Regions from separate parts of the Hordeum vulgare genome. Here region 2 is linked to region 1. A link is a contact called in public Hi-C data. All regions are on one chromosome and are shown on one strand. The core of a region is the stretch at or near the end of the contact, and the rest is flanking DNA. Distances in the headings are between cores, read along the strand shown. Region 1 has its middle 220 kb from the start of LOC123411035. Region 2 has its middle 9.4 kb from the start of LOC123411559.

What was found. A called contact is a pair of places that touch in the nucleus more often than the background predicts.
Region 2: a contact with region 1 is called in a Hi-C map of leaf, with 3 times the contacts expected there. The contact joins two enhancer-like sites. A contact is called at or near these places in 4 of 6 Hi-C or Micro-C datasets (leaf and seedling).

Annotation. Positions count from the first base shown.
Region 1 is chr7H:84,285,868-84,292,853 of MorexV3_pseudomolecules_assembly, reverse strand. No RefSeq gene overlaps it. Among protein-coding and RNA genes, the nearest start is that of LOC123411035, 220 kb to the right of the region's middle. Within about 2 kb of position 2,918, at least 3 of the 3 cell types and tissues checked have open chromatin away from gene starts, as enhancers often do. A contact at or near this core is called in leaf, where this site is marked.
Region 2 is chr7H:84,582,461-84,589,446 of MorexV3_pseudomolecules_assembly, reverse strand. No RefSeq gene overlaps it. Among protein-coding and RNA genes, the nearest start is that of LOC123411559, 9.4 kb to the left of the region's middle. Within about 2 kb of position 3,931, at least 2 of the 3 cell types and tissues checked have open chromatin away from gene starts, as enhancers often do. A contact at or near this core is called in leaf, where this site is marked.

The DNA of each region.
Region 1 (6,986 bases), core at 1,669-4,168:
GCTGGACCAAAAACGGAGGCAAGAGAAAAAAACAGATGCAGAAAAAGATTAGAGGATAAACGTGCGGGTTCCAGAAGGCCTTTTTTTATAGATCGAAGGTGTTTGAGTCTCACGTGGTTGCTGTTTGAACTTTCATGACACCTTCAAACTTGATTCCACTTTACGAGAAGAAAAAATCTGACCCGACCGCGAACCAATAAAGACACAGGTTGGATTGTATGGACCGCATCCATCAGACGTTTGGGAGATGCCCCAACTTGTAGAGGGAATCAACGAGCATCCGTAATGTACGTCACTAAACCTAAACAGGTCCTTGAAGAATCTTTTGGTGTCAAGACTCGTCTGTACAGATTACAAAGAGACGTTCTAATACGTCTGTGCTTGACAGGCCCATGTACCGTGACCTCCTCGTCCTCGATACATGCATCTCCGCAATCTGCACTGTAGCTTGTTAAAGACGGTACGTACGGTACAGAAATACATGAACCCAGCCCAAAGTTCCAGTCATCACGGTTCGCAAGCGAGCGAGCGAGCCAGCCCCACACCGGGTTAAATTTCATGATTTGACCCTTTTGTGTAAGTTGATTAAGATTTAATCCTACTTTACAAAAAAAATTGAATCTGACTTTTTTCCAACTGTTAGGGTCCATGATGTTAGGATATATAACAGTCTATCGTCAAAAACCCTGACAGTAGGGTTGCACGTCCTATCATAATTTTTTCCAAAGTATAAGACACAATGCATGTTCGTATCTATCGTCGGTCAGCTTAATGATAGGGTTATACAGGCCATCATATAGAAAGATCAAGCAAGATCATGCTTAATTTCAATAAACAGCTCATGAATAAAATCAAAACTAACATGCAACAATCTAGTAAATTAGATGAACAACAGAATACGCATATCATCATCTCACACAAAGTAGCGACTACATAAAGAGAGATTAACACATCACGGATAATGTACTATTCGTCAGTTGTTGTAGGAGCGACGGAGTTGATGATGATCTGTTGTTGACGGCGATGGAGATCGTGATGAGTAGCACCGCCCGAGTTAAACGGTAGACGACCCGTGATGATGAATTTAAGCAGTTGCACACAACGCTTCTCAAAAACCTAATTCGTCCTCTTTCGAAGCAAGATCACAAAGACGAACGGTTTCGAAGACATGCTCTCCCGCGCGTCGATGCACGTCCGCGTTTAAGATGATGTAGACTACGATGACGCTGGAAGTTGCGAGATGAGGCAAAACCCTAGGTGTTTTTGTTGTATCTTTGGTTGAGGTCGGTAAACAATATATATAGAAGGATCACATATGGTACCGTGTCGCGGTCACGATCTTAAACTGACTAGGTTTTTAAATCATATACTTACCGAACAATAAATAATTGACTTGTCTATTAAGACATAAAAAATAAAACGATAAAAGAAAATCGCGCTCTCGCAAGGCAACAGACATGATTTTGGGGGACCATTTACGCGTACGCCCCGCCCCGCCCTGTCCTACCCAGGCCAGGCGAGCCGAGCGAACCCGCAAGTAGTCTTTCCTTTTCTCTTCCCAACACATTTAAAATGATGAAGAAAATTCATTATATAAAAAGTTTCAACTCTTTTTTAATTGACGTTATGTTACTAAACTTTAGCAACACCACATCGTCGTTTGTTATTTTATTTTTTAAGATTTCAGACTTCGTAGGTTGGTCAAACACATTTATTGTAACACTACCAACTTGTCTGGCAATAAGGATCCGGTCTGTTGATGTGAAGTTTCCTATTGTTGAAAAACCTTCACGATAGGCTGTTATACCTCACCATCAAAAACCCTGACAATAGAAAAAAGATTAGATCTCATTTAAAAAAAAAGGATTGAATCAACTTACATAACATGATTAAAATACGAAATTTTGCCCCGAAACCGCATCTCACCTCACCTTATCCCGCCTACGACGACGAGGTCGGGCCCTTCCCGCTCAGCTGATCTGATGCGGTGGTCCTCACGATCAGCTGTAGTCCGAACAACAGGTTGGAACCGTGAAGGAGCCACCCAACACCGGGCCGCTCCGCGCCCTGCTGGCCCGCACGACCCGCCCCAGCCCCCATCCGAGGACAATCCAAAACCCCGCGACGATACGATACGATGGCCCCGGACCGGATCAGCCAATCGGGTCAGGTGGCCGCCCTTGGACTGGACCAGCTCCTTGCTTGTGCCGCCCCACACGTGACCCATGCTGGCTGCCGTCGCCGGTCGCGGCTCCCGCCGGCACGGCCCGCGCGCGTCCCCGTCGGCCTCCGTCGCGCTCGCGCGTAGACGGTAGACGTCGCCGCTGGCCAAAGCCGACACAGGCGGCCGCAGCTGTTGCCAATAGACCCCTCAACCTCCCTCCCCATCGCCCCCTGACTGGCCTCCCCGCTGCACCACGCTGCCAGACCTGAAGCCGTGCTCGACCATCCCCCCCTGACCGCACGTCACCGTGCAACAGTGAGCAAGAAGCGGAAATGAGACGAGCGGAGGGAACACGCGGGGCCGGGGGGAAATGAAGCGTGCGTGCAAGCGCTGATGGAGGCTCGCGGTTCGATGCCTGACGATTCCCTGGGCGTCGCGCAGGCCGGCTTTAATCAATGGCGACAGGCGCCCCGTCTGTGTCCCGTGGACGAGCAGCGTCGTCGTTGATGTCAGCTGCAGGCCCCCTGCCGCCGGTGACGTGACGACACGCACTCCTCCGGCCGTGCCCCGTGCATGCGCGCCAGCGGGGCCGCGCCTGCGATGATTTTATCTTCTCTTTAAGTGCTCTGCTCGCTTTGTCGATAATCTTTGTCAGTGTGGCTGGCTGGCTGGCTAAGCCAGTTGGGTGGGTCACTCATGGGGCATGATGTGGGAGTACTGGCTAGCACCCTGTAGGGGGCTCGGCCTACTGCCATTTTTCCGTATGCTAGCGGCCTACCTACTGACAATCATTAGACGTACTGTATCGGAGTAACGCTATTCTAGCGCCGGCAGCATCAGCAGCAAGCAGATTGAATTTGAATATATCTACTGTATAAATTAGCGGCCGAACAGCCAGTAGGATATTGTAAAGAAGTCCAAAGCTAGAACGAGGATAAGGATAGAGCTCCTGGTTATCAGAAGTGTGACTCCGTTGCCCGTTGGTGTGGCCAACAAACATGTATTGTACTACAGGATAAATAAAGCTCCTGGTTATCAGAAGTATCATACAATCACAGTTCAACCATCCACCAACCTAAATTACAAGTATTTTCCTAAGCAAGGGTACCACCACCAAAGTTTGTTTGGACTCCGGCGAGGCAGGTCACGCCCAAACAGCAAAAAGATCTACTCCACTCTACCTTACCTTAAATTTCGACAGTCGGACCATTAAACAATGGCAATGATTGAGAAAAACAAAGGGACAATGATAACTGTGCACCACTGTATCCCACAAGAAACGGCGCCATGTTTACACCCATCTGATTCTCATGGGAGCATGGACAGGCGCATCCAGCGGCCGGTCCATCATCGCGATAGGACGACCGGATCGCGATTGCCCACGGGTACATCCATCCTCCTTGCACTTGCGCCGACGCGTGCATGCATGGAGTCCCCATGGGTGCATGTGTGGCCATCGACGTATCCGTCAAGTTCGGCAGCGACCTTTCCTTTCCGTTCCCCGGCCGAAAGCTCCCACGAAGCCCCGGACGATACAAAGCCAGTTTCTCCGCTTATGGGAGGAAACGTCTCGTCTCGGCCTCTCGCTCTCGGGTGGTATCATGACGAGGGCCCATCCTCCAATTATATGTGGCCCGTACGTGGTAGTATTTGGTTGACTACTTGACTCCCACGTACACGCGCGTGTGTTTTAAGCTGGGAAGATTCGCGCGCCGTTCTAATCCTAAACTAAGGGGCTGTTTGGTTTGAGATTTGAGATTATTAAGTTTGAGAAAGGTTGTCATATCTAAGAGCAACTACAACCGGGTGATCTATTTCGTCCGCACGTTTGTGTCGTTGCGGAAACAGAATACGACCCTGCACAACGATCCAAACGGATGCTGTATGTGTCTTTTGTCCGCCCGCAATCCATTACACGGACGCCCGTGACGCCCGTCCTTCTCTTTTCCCTGGCCCGTCAGCCGGTGGCACATAGGCCAATCTCATCTTTCTCGCTTCGTCTCTGACTCACCCGTCCAGCCCACCTTCCATCGCCGCCGCCCACTTCCACCGACGCCACCAGCCATCCGTCCAAACATAGGTCACCTTACCGGCCGACCCAGCTCCGCTACCTTGTCTGGGGGGAGGTCAACTCCGGAAGATTTTGAAAGACTAACCCGACTAACCCCTCGTTATTGAACGAGGCGTTGGCCCGGATCCACACAATGAACATTACACATGACCCGTACTCGACCTATGTTCGGATTGGTCTTGAGGCAGGCATGGGGAATTGTACGTCCCACCCACCATCCATTTGGTAGCCACTAGCAAAGATTTAACTGATATGTTGGATTACGCCTCTTAAGAGGCCGAGGACCTGGACGAAGATGTCGACGCTACTCCCCTCTCACTGCTGGACTGTGGACAAGCACCTCCACCTATGATGTCTACATGGTGGACACCCCTAGCGATAACGGCTACGACACCCCTAGAAAGAATGGCGACAAGCCAAGCGAGGAGCCGCCCAAGCACCGACGCCTGCGCAAAAGGTCCAAGGGGTGCAAGGGTAGGGAAAGCAACACGGGCACTCGAGAAAACAATACTCCGGACAATCCGGAAGACCTCGGCGGCCTCGGTGCCCCGAACAACAACCTGATGACTTGGAGGGGCACGAGGATCAGAATAAACCCGAGGACCACAATGACTCTGAAGACAACAACTACCTTCCTCTCTCTGAGGAGGAGGTTAGTCTCATAGCCGAGGATTTCATCGTCCCCGAGGACCCGCTGGATCAAGAGCGGTTCAAGCGACAACTTATAGCCACCGTCAAAAGCCTGAAGAAGAAACATAAGAAGTTAAAAGCCGAACAAGACAGCCGCAACGACACATGGACGAGAGTCCTAGCACCCGACTACGGGTACGGCAATTAACGACTCTACCAAAACAAAAGTTACCTGCATCGACGTTTACTTCCGCAATTCAACGACGAGGCCCTTAAGCCCTCACTTCGTAGATGCACTAAGGACAACTAGCCAGACCGCCCCCTTGTGGACGGGACAGGACGGTTGGAGAAGCCGAAATTCGACTCGCACCTCCCTGTTGAAGAAGGAAGGAGCCAATACAACGTGAGGACCCATATGACCTATCACACGCCTTGGATACTAGAGCACGCCAGACAAGATCCATCTATGGATTTAAACGGTGCACCCCCGCTAGACGGGACGGGTACCAAGCTTGGCTCGACCGAAATGATAGAGCTCGGGATCAACATCAGGTCTGGAAAACATCCGACCTCCAGCGTGAGGTAGCTCTGGTCAGCGGCGTAGCTCACCCAGTGTGCTTTTACAGATGAGGTGATGCAGCATCACTTCCCCGAAGGGTTTAAACCCATAAACATTAAACAATACGACAGGACAACGGATCCGGACATGTGGATCAAAGACTTCCTTCTCCATATTCATATGGCCCGAGGAGATGACCCCCACGCCATAAAGTACTTGCCAATAAAGCTCAAATGACCAGCACGACATTGGTTGAACAGCCTCCCCAAAAACTCCATTGGGAGATGGGAAGAGCTCGAGGATGCCTTTCGAGCTAATTTCAAGGCACCTATGTCCGACCCCCGCACACTGATGACTTCAGCCACATAGTCCAACAGACCGACGAGTCAGTCCGACAATTTTGGAACCGATTCCCCTTGAACGTCGAGGCAATAGCCTCTTTCAGAAATCAGTCCGACAATTTTGGAACCGATTCCCCCTGAACGCCGAGGCAATAGGCTCTTTCAGAAGCAACATCCAAGACAAATGGCCAGCTTGTCAGCTCGACCAAGATAAGCCGAGAACAGTGTCGACCTTTACCTCACTTATGACCCGCTTTTGCACGGACGAGGACACTTGGTTCGCTCATCGAAGCAACAACCCCGAAAATGCCAACACCTATGAAGTTCGGGATGGAAACGGGAAACCACAGCGCAACAAGAATAAGCGTCGACACAACAACGGGGATGTCGAGGATACAACAGTAAATGTCGGATTCAACAAGTCAAAGTCAGGACCACGGAAGAAGCTCTCTAAAGGGAATCAGGATGGACCTACTGCACTAGACAAAATCCTCGCTAGGCTGTGTGAGATCCATGGCACACGAGACAAGCCTGCCACACACACAGACCATAACTGTTGGGTCATCAAACAAGTGAGAAAACTCACATCTGAGGACGAGGGCAAAAGCACCCACAACAAGGACGATGACGAGCCTCGCAGGCCAAACAATGGAGGCCAGAAGTAATTCCCTCGTGAGGTAAAATCTGTGACTATGATCTACATCATACACATACCAAAGAAGGAGGGTGAAAGCACAATTGCTCCCTAAGGTGGTTTTGGTAATTAATCACAACATATGTGTCATTAAACTAATGATCTTATCTAAGTATATTTCAGAAAAGTTAAAAGATGCATTGGCTAAGAATTGTGAGGAGAACCCCTTGATGCAAGAAAAGGAATAGGATTGGCCAAGCTTCAAGCAACAAGACTCTACAATTTATATTACTGAGAAATCACATTTAAGTCCATAGGAAAGCCAATACTATTAAAAGGGGGTGAGGTATCTATGATGAATTGGTTGCTCAAGTTCTTAGAGATAGCGACCAAAAAATACTTAGCCATTCTCCCACAAAAATTCTCTATCCAAACCCTAAACATCAAAATCGGTGCCACCAATATTTTCCACTCGGCCCTACTGATTCTTCCATAGACAAAATCCTTGCCAAACCCTAGAATCTCGGTACCACCAACATTCCATTCGGTTCCACCGAAAATCAGTGACCAACTTTTTGGTTAGTCAT
Region 2 (6,986 bases), core at 2,682-5,181, 300 kb before region 1:
CACGGTCTCTCCTTCAAATTGAGCACATTTTCTGGAACTTGTAAACATCTGTTTGAATCAACGTTTTTATTTTAAATTTAAACATTTCTTGAAATTCACAAACTTTTGAAAAACATATTTTAGGTCCATGAAATTTTTATGACTTCATGTACATTTTGGACTCTGGAAACAATTTTTAATCAACGATATTTTTTTGAAAATTGGGCAACAAAGTTTGCAATTTGTGAACACTTTTTTGTTCTGGTGAAACTTTTTCGTATATTCATAAAATTTTGAATTTGTTTTTGTTCTGGTGAAACTTTTTCGTATATTCATGAACTGTTTTAAGAATATATGAACTTTTGTTAATAATCTAGGAACTTTTCTGAATTTTTATGAACTTTTTTACGATTTATTGAATTTTTTCCAAATTGGATGATTTTTTTTTTAATTTTAATATTTTTTATGTCAAATTGATGATCTTTTTCAAATTTGATGAACCTTTTTTAAAGATACAAACTTTTTTCAAATGGACGAAACTGTTTCTTTAAATTTGTAAACCTTTTTTGATTTAATATTTTAATTTTCGTAACTGATACTCCCTCCGTCCCAAAATAAGTGACATAAAAATGACACAAACTTGCACTAAGTTAATGCAAATTGAAGTCACTTTTGAGTCACTTATTTTGGGATGAAGGGAGTAGAAATTTGGGTGGTTTTTTCTATTAGATGAACAGAAAAAAAAACAGAGCTGCACGCCAGTGGGCCATTCCATGCCAGATCATTAACAGCCGCCTGCAGCCCTCCATAGGAGCTCGCCTCCTATACTCTACGTCTTTCCAGTAGCAAGGGAAAACCTATTTGATGCTCTTTGCGTCATGATATCGAGATTTCGCACAGGATTCAGGATCGATCGATGCGATATGGGCCGCCCGTTAATATTTGCTTCATTTGTTTTTTCTGTTTCCGTTTATTTAACATGTTTATTCTTTCCTTTTAGTCACTTTTCTCTCCTTTTTCTCCTTTTTTCTTTTCCATTTCCCTTTTCCGATTTTTCCAATTGTTTTTTAATACGTTCGCATTTTAAAAAGAATGTTCAAGTTTCAAAAATTGTTCATATTTCGGAAAATAAATCTGGAGGTTTACAAAATGATCATGTTTGCAAATTTTCGAATATGTTCGTGTTTTCAATTTCATTTTGGGGAGTTCAAAAAAATGTGCGTGTTTCAAAAATCTGGTCACATTTTTAAAAATTGGTTAATAGTGTAATAAAATGGTCTACTTTGAATATATTAATATATTCAAAAATATGCTCATATTTTTCAAATCTTTGAGTTTACTCAATAAAAATCACAATAAATGTTCAATTTTTCATGATATCATGTTTTGTTCAGAAATTCAGAAAATGTTCGTCTTTCAGAAAATATTCAAGAATTTAAAAAAAAATCAATGCATTTCAAAATTATTGTTCGGGTGTTTCACAAAATATATTCATTTCCGTAAAATATCTTGTTTTTAAACGTTGTTCGCGTTTCTAAATTTTGTTCGGGAGTTTAAAAAATGTTCATCTTTCAAAAATTGTTCGTGTTTTGGAAATTATTTGTAGAGCTTAAAAATGTTCCACTTTCTAAAATATGCTCAAAAATAAAAAATGTACAGTAATTTCAGATAATGTTGATTTATTACAAATTTAGAAAATGTCCATATTATAAAAAAATCCTGGAATTGCAAAAAAACTATTCGTGGCTGGAAATTTGTTCTGAAATTATAAAAATGCCCGTGTTTGAATATCAAAAAACGTTTGTACTGTCTATTTTTTGTTATTTATTTTATGAAGTTCCATTTTAATATTTTTGTTCACAATTACGGAAAATGTCCCTGCTGTCATTTTTTCGTTATTTCATGAAATGTTCCATTTTCAAAATATTTGTTGAGAAATTCTAAGTATATTTGTGGTTTAAAATTTGTTCAGAATTTCATAATTTGTTTGAACACGCTTTGAAATGCAAACTTTTTCTATATAGGTGAACAAAATAATTAAACCAAAACTATTTTTAACACCTTCATGTATTTTTTTAAAATTGGTTAAGATATTAAAAAACGGGAACAATTTTTTTAATATGTGAACAAAAATATGGAAATAATAAGGTTTTTATTTGTGGACAGTTTATGAAAACAGGAACATTTCTTTGAAATCATGCTCATTATTCCAAAAATTCTGAAAATAGAACTTCATATTTTTTTTGAAAAATAAAAACATTTTCTAAAAGCCCAAGTCAAATATTTCAAAATGTGAAAATTATTTGAATTTATTAACAGTTATTTAAAACACGACCATTTAGAAAAGAATACTATAATTTTTAAAGAACGGATATTTTTTTAGTTTCTCAAAACAAATCAGAAAATATGAACGAATTTCAGATATGATAACATATTTCTAGTTTGAGAAAAATTAAATCTTGAACATTTTTTAAATCTGAACGAGGTTTCAGAAAATACAAACATATTTGAAAAACATTTCATTTATTTATAAATAAAACTATCGAAAAAAATAAGTGAAATAGAAAGAAAAAAATTAAACAGAAACAAGAAATGAAAAAAGGAAAAGAAATAGAAACCCCAGAAGAAAATTTGGTTCAGGAAATCCTCTAGAAGCTTTACAAAACCCATAAAAACTGACTTGAAATCTTAGAAGGTCCCCAAAATAGGAATCTGTTGGCGGAATAAATGGACGGCGGCCCACTCAGTCGCTCACTCGCTGGTCCCTGTAGGCTGCAGGTGACGACTTCAGTAAGAGGCATTATGCATCGTATAGGAGCTCCCAATAGCAGGGACCGAAGTACGGAACCTCCTACCTGCCACTCGTTGTGGCAGGGACGAGCTGCAACAAGGGCTCGACCCAACTCGAACGCCCAAATTGGAACATTTTTTAAATCTTAAGAACAAAATTTGAAAAGGAGAACAATTTTGAAAAACCCCGAATAAATTTAAAAGCGTGAACAAATATACAAAGCATGACCATTTTTTCAATTTTGAGAACAAATTTTGAAACCGAGAACAATTTTGAAAAATCCTGAACAAATTTGGAAGCGCGAACAAGTCTCTAAAGCACGATCATTTTTTGAATCTTGAGATCAAAATTTTGAAAAGGGGAACAATTTTGAAAGAACCAAAAAAAAATTAAAAACGTGAATATTTAAAGCATGAACATTTTTTCAATTTTGAGAACAAATTATGAAACTGAGATCAATTTGGAAAAATCGTGAACAAATTCGAAAGCACGAACATTTTTTGAATCTTGAGACCAAAATTTTGAAACGGAAAACAATTTTGAAAAACCCCGAACAAAATTGAAAGCGTGAACAAAATTTTGAAGCATGAACATTTTCTGAATTTTGAGAATAAATCTTGAAAGCAAGAGCAATTTAAAAAAACCTTGAACAAATTTGGAAACGCGGACAATTTTTTAAAACATGTACAATTTTTGAATTCTGAGAATAAGTTTTGAAATCGAGAATAATTTTGAAAATTCCTGAAAAATTGAAAAATGCGAAAAAAATTAAAGCACGAACATTTTTTTAGTGTTGATAACAAAAGTTTGAAACGGAGAAAACTATTGAAAGAAAAACTGAACATATTTAGAAGCACGAATAATTTTCTAATGCTCGAACATTTTTTGAACCTTAAGAACATATTTTTAAACCGAGAAAAAATTTGAATCTAAAGAACAAATTTTGAAACTGAAAACAAATTAAAATCTTAAGCACAAATTTTGAAACAGAAGCAGAAAAGAATAAAGAAAAAGAAAAAAGGAAAAACCGGTCAAGAAAACCTTCAATTTTTTTTTAAAACCGTCTGGAACAGGTTTCGAAAACCGGGAAGCTGCATCCCGCCAGCCCATTCCCTGCAGCTCTGTGCGAAGGCCCGGCACCGCTTTGCACAGATCTGCTAATGAGGTTTTTACCGAAGTACGGCTCGCATAAAATAGATTCGATAGTGGACCACCACAGTAGCCGTCATTCCATTTGGTGTTTCTTGTTTCTTTCGATTTTAGTTTAATTCGTTGCTTTTCGTTCTTTCTTGTTTTCAAATGTATTATTGTCATTTTTAGAAATGTAAAAACAATTATACAGTTTGTAAAAGGTGTTCATATCATTCAAAACCGACTTCACTTATTTTGTAAAGTATTCACGTGCTTTAGAAATATGTTAGTAGGATCTCAAGATTAAAAAAATCATATAATTTTAGAAAATTACTTGTAAATTTCACCAAAATACTCGTGACATTCTAAATAATGTTCTAGCACTTAAAAAATGTTTACACGCTTTAAAAAGTATAATGGATTTTATGGATAGTATAATGGATTTAGAAAGTATGCGTTAAGAAAATGTTCACCCTGTATTTTCAAAATCTTCAATGTCTATGTAAAAAATGTATTCTAAAAATTTCTCAGCATGTATTTGGAAAATGTTCACCGTGTATTTTCAAAATCTGCAATGTATATCTAAAAAATGTATTCTAAAAATTCCTCAGATGTACATAACAAGTGTTGGATGTTCATTTCATAATTGTTCAACTTGTATTAAAAAAAGAATGTTCAACCTGTATTCAAAAAAATCCTCTAAAAATGTTCGATGTGTATATGGAAAATATTCAACGTCGTTAAGAAAATATGATGTGTCTTTGAAAAATGAAGAAGAAAATAACATAAAGAATCAAAGCATGAATAAACCGATACAGAAAACAAAAAGAAAAAAAACATAAACTTCTAATACCGGTCCGACCTAATCCATAGAAGCTTCTCAAAACCACTAAAGGTAATTAGGTGCACTCCGTTTATGTCGTTTGGTTTATACATTCTTTTGTTTGTATTGTATTGATACTTCAGTAAACATGGTATGAGATTAGAAGACATTTCTGTTTCGGTATATACCAAATTATTTCTATATGGTTTTGGTAAATGCCGCAATAATCAAAATTGACATAGATTTGAAAATGACATAATATTTTTTCCCAAATTCATTAATCAATACACGTACTTTTTATACAAACAATATATAACCATACATAAGTATATATCCTGAAGTTAATTTAGCTTTAGCAATAAATTACTAGAAGGACTGGGCGTGCTTCGCTGCGTCATAAGATTAAAAAAAACCTAATCACTCTGTTTCAAAATACAATGTGTATAATTTTTTAATAATGCCAAACTTTTAAAATTTGATTAAATTTGTAAATAATTATACCAAAATTCATAATATCAAATTGCTGTGATTAGATTCATTGTTAAATGAGTTATCATATTTTTTATTTAATATTATGGATGTCGGTATTTTCCTTCTTAACTTGGTCAAATTTGAAGAATTTGACTTTCCAAAAAATAATATCCCTTATATTTTGAAACTAATGGAATATTGTGTTTGTTGTGTGGGGGAGATGTCATGGTATGTTTTTATTTTATTTATAATTCGGTAATTTGATGGATATTTCGTGGTGTGATTCTATATTAGATGCTAACCAATCTTATATATGTGGAAAAATTTCTACGTCTACGGCTGCACGATCATGATTGATATATTTTTATGGGCTGATTGTTGTTGATTGATTTGAAAATTTATTAGTTCAGTCAAAATCATAAACCAAACCCATTAAAAAGCATAATTTATCCGTCTAAAGATTTTAACCAAAGTTTTGAGAAATTGCTGACCCGGTTAAAATCGGATGATCCAATTTTAATTAGAGTCTTAAAGACCTCAAATGAATGTGAATCTTTAAAATTAAGAAATATAGTGTTATAAAGGTATAAATAAAATAATTAAATGAAAGAGCTTTGAGAAATTATTGACCAGGCCAAAATCGGGTGTTACAATGTCAATTGAAGACCTCAATTGAATGTGGACTCTTCAATGTGCCACTTGCAAATTCTACACACAATGTCTCGGGTATCAACCAAACGAGTGGACGTGGCTCTCCTCCTATTTCTAATCAGATGTTAATTGTGTAGAATTTGCAAACCACATGTGGTTGGGTCGTTAGAGAAACAGTGATATTTCCAAACAATTAAGGTTTAAATTTTGGTGCTGACATTATTTTTCATCAGGATTTTCGGCAATGTATATTCAGTGAGAGGAGATATTTCCGTAAAGACAAGGCGCCTATGATGACTTTATAAATCTTAAAATAATATGCTGGCGCAGTTTCTCACAAATGCTCATATTAGTAGAGTGTGCGTCCGTGTGTTCACAATATAGAATTTAGCCCTTTGCCCTTTGGTGTAGCGAAACTCATAGACAAGTGTGGAACTTTGTAAGAATAATTGAGCTGCGAAAATCCTATACTTAGATGTTTTCTCTAAGGACCATCATGCACGCTACTTCATTAAGGCATTTTCATAATCGATCTTTAAATCGTCCAACCGTTCGAACCACATGGTTGAGACGTATTTTTGCCATCCAACGCAATTTTGTATAGATCCGCCAACCAGTTTGGACGTATTTTTTTCCCACAGACCGAAAACAATTTTTTTTGGGAAGAGGGGGGGGGGGGGCTTGTGGGCGTCCAGACCGATGTCTGGCCCATGTCTGTCAGTCGTAGATCACTCAAAAATCCTCTCGAGCCCTCCCACATTCCCGCCCGAAGCGGTTACTACGCATTCATGCCTCTCTAGAGCGGTCGTTACACATTGATGTTGGCCCAGAGCAGACGTATCCTCTCGCTGGCGCTGTCATTAAAGTGGCTCGCTGGCCAAGGGCGCCGCCCTCGCCGCATCCCAAATGTCTGCGCATGTTCAATGCGAGAGAGATGTTTACTAGACGGGATGGGACAAATATCTACCACGTTCATTCAATGCTCATCTCCAGCATATGACACCATTGTCGATGAACCGAAAGTTTCGTCTCTTCTCTCTCAGCCTCGATGATCATGTTGTGTAAGATAACACATGTGGATCCATGTTTCGGTCGCGGCTGAATGGATGAGTAGGTGTCATGGATCCGGGGATGCTTCAA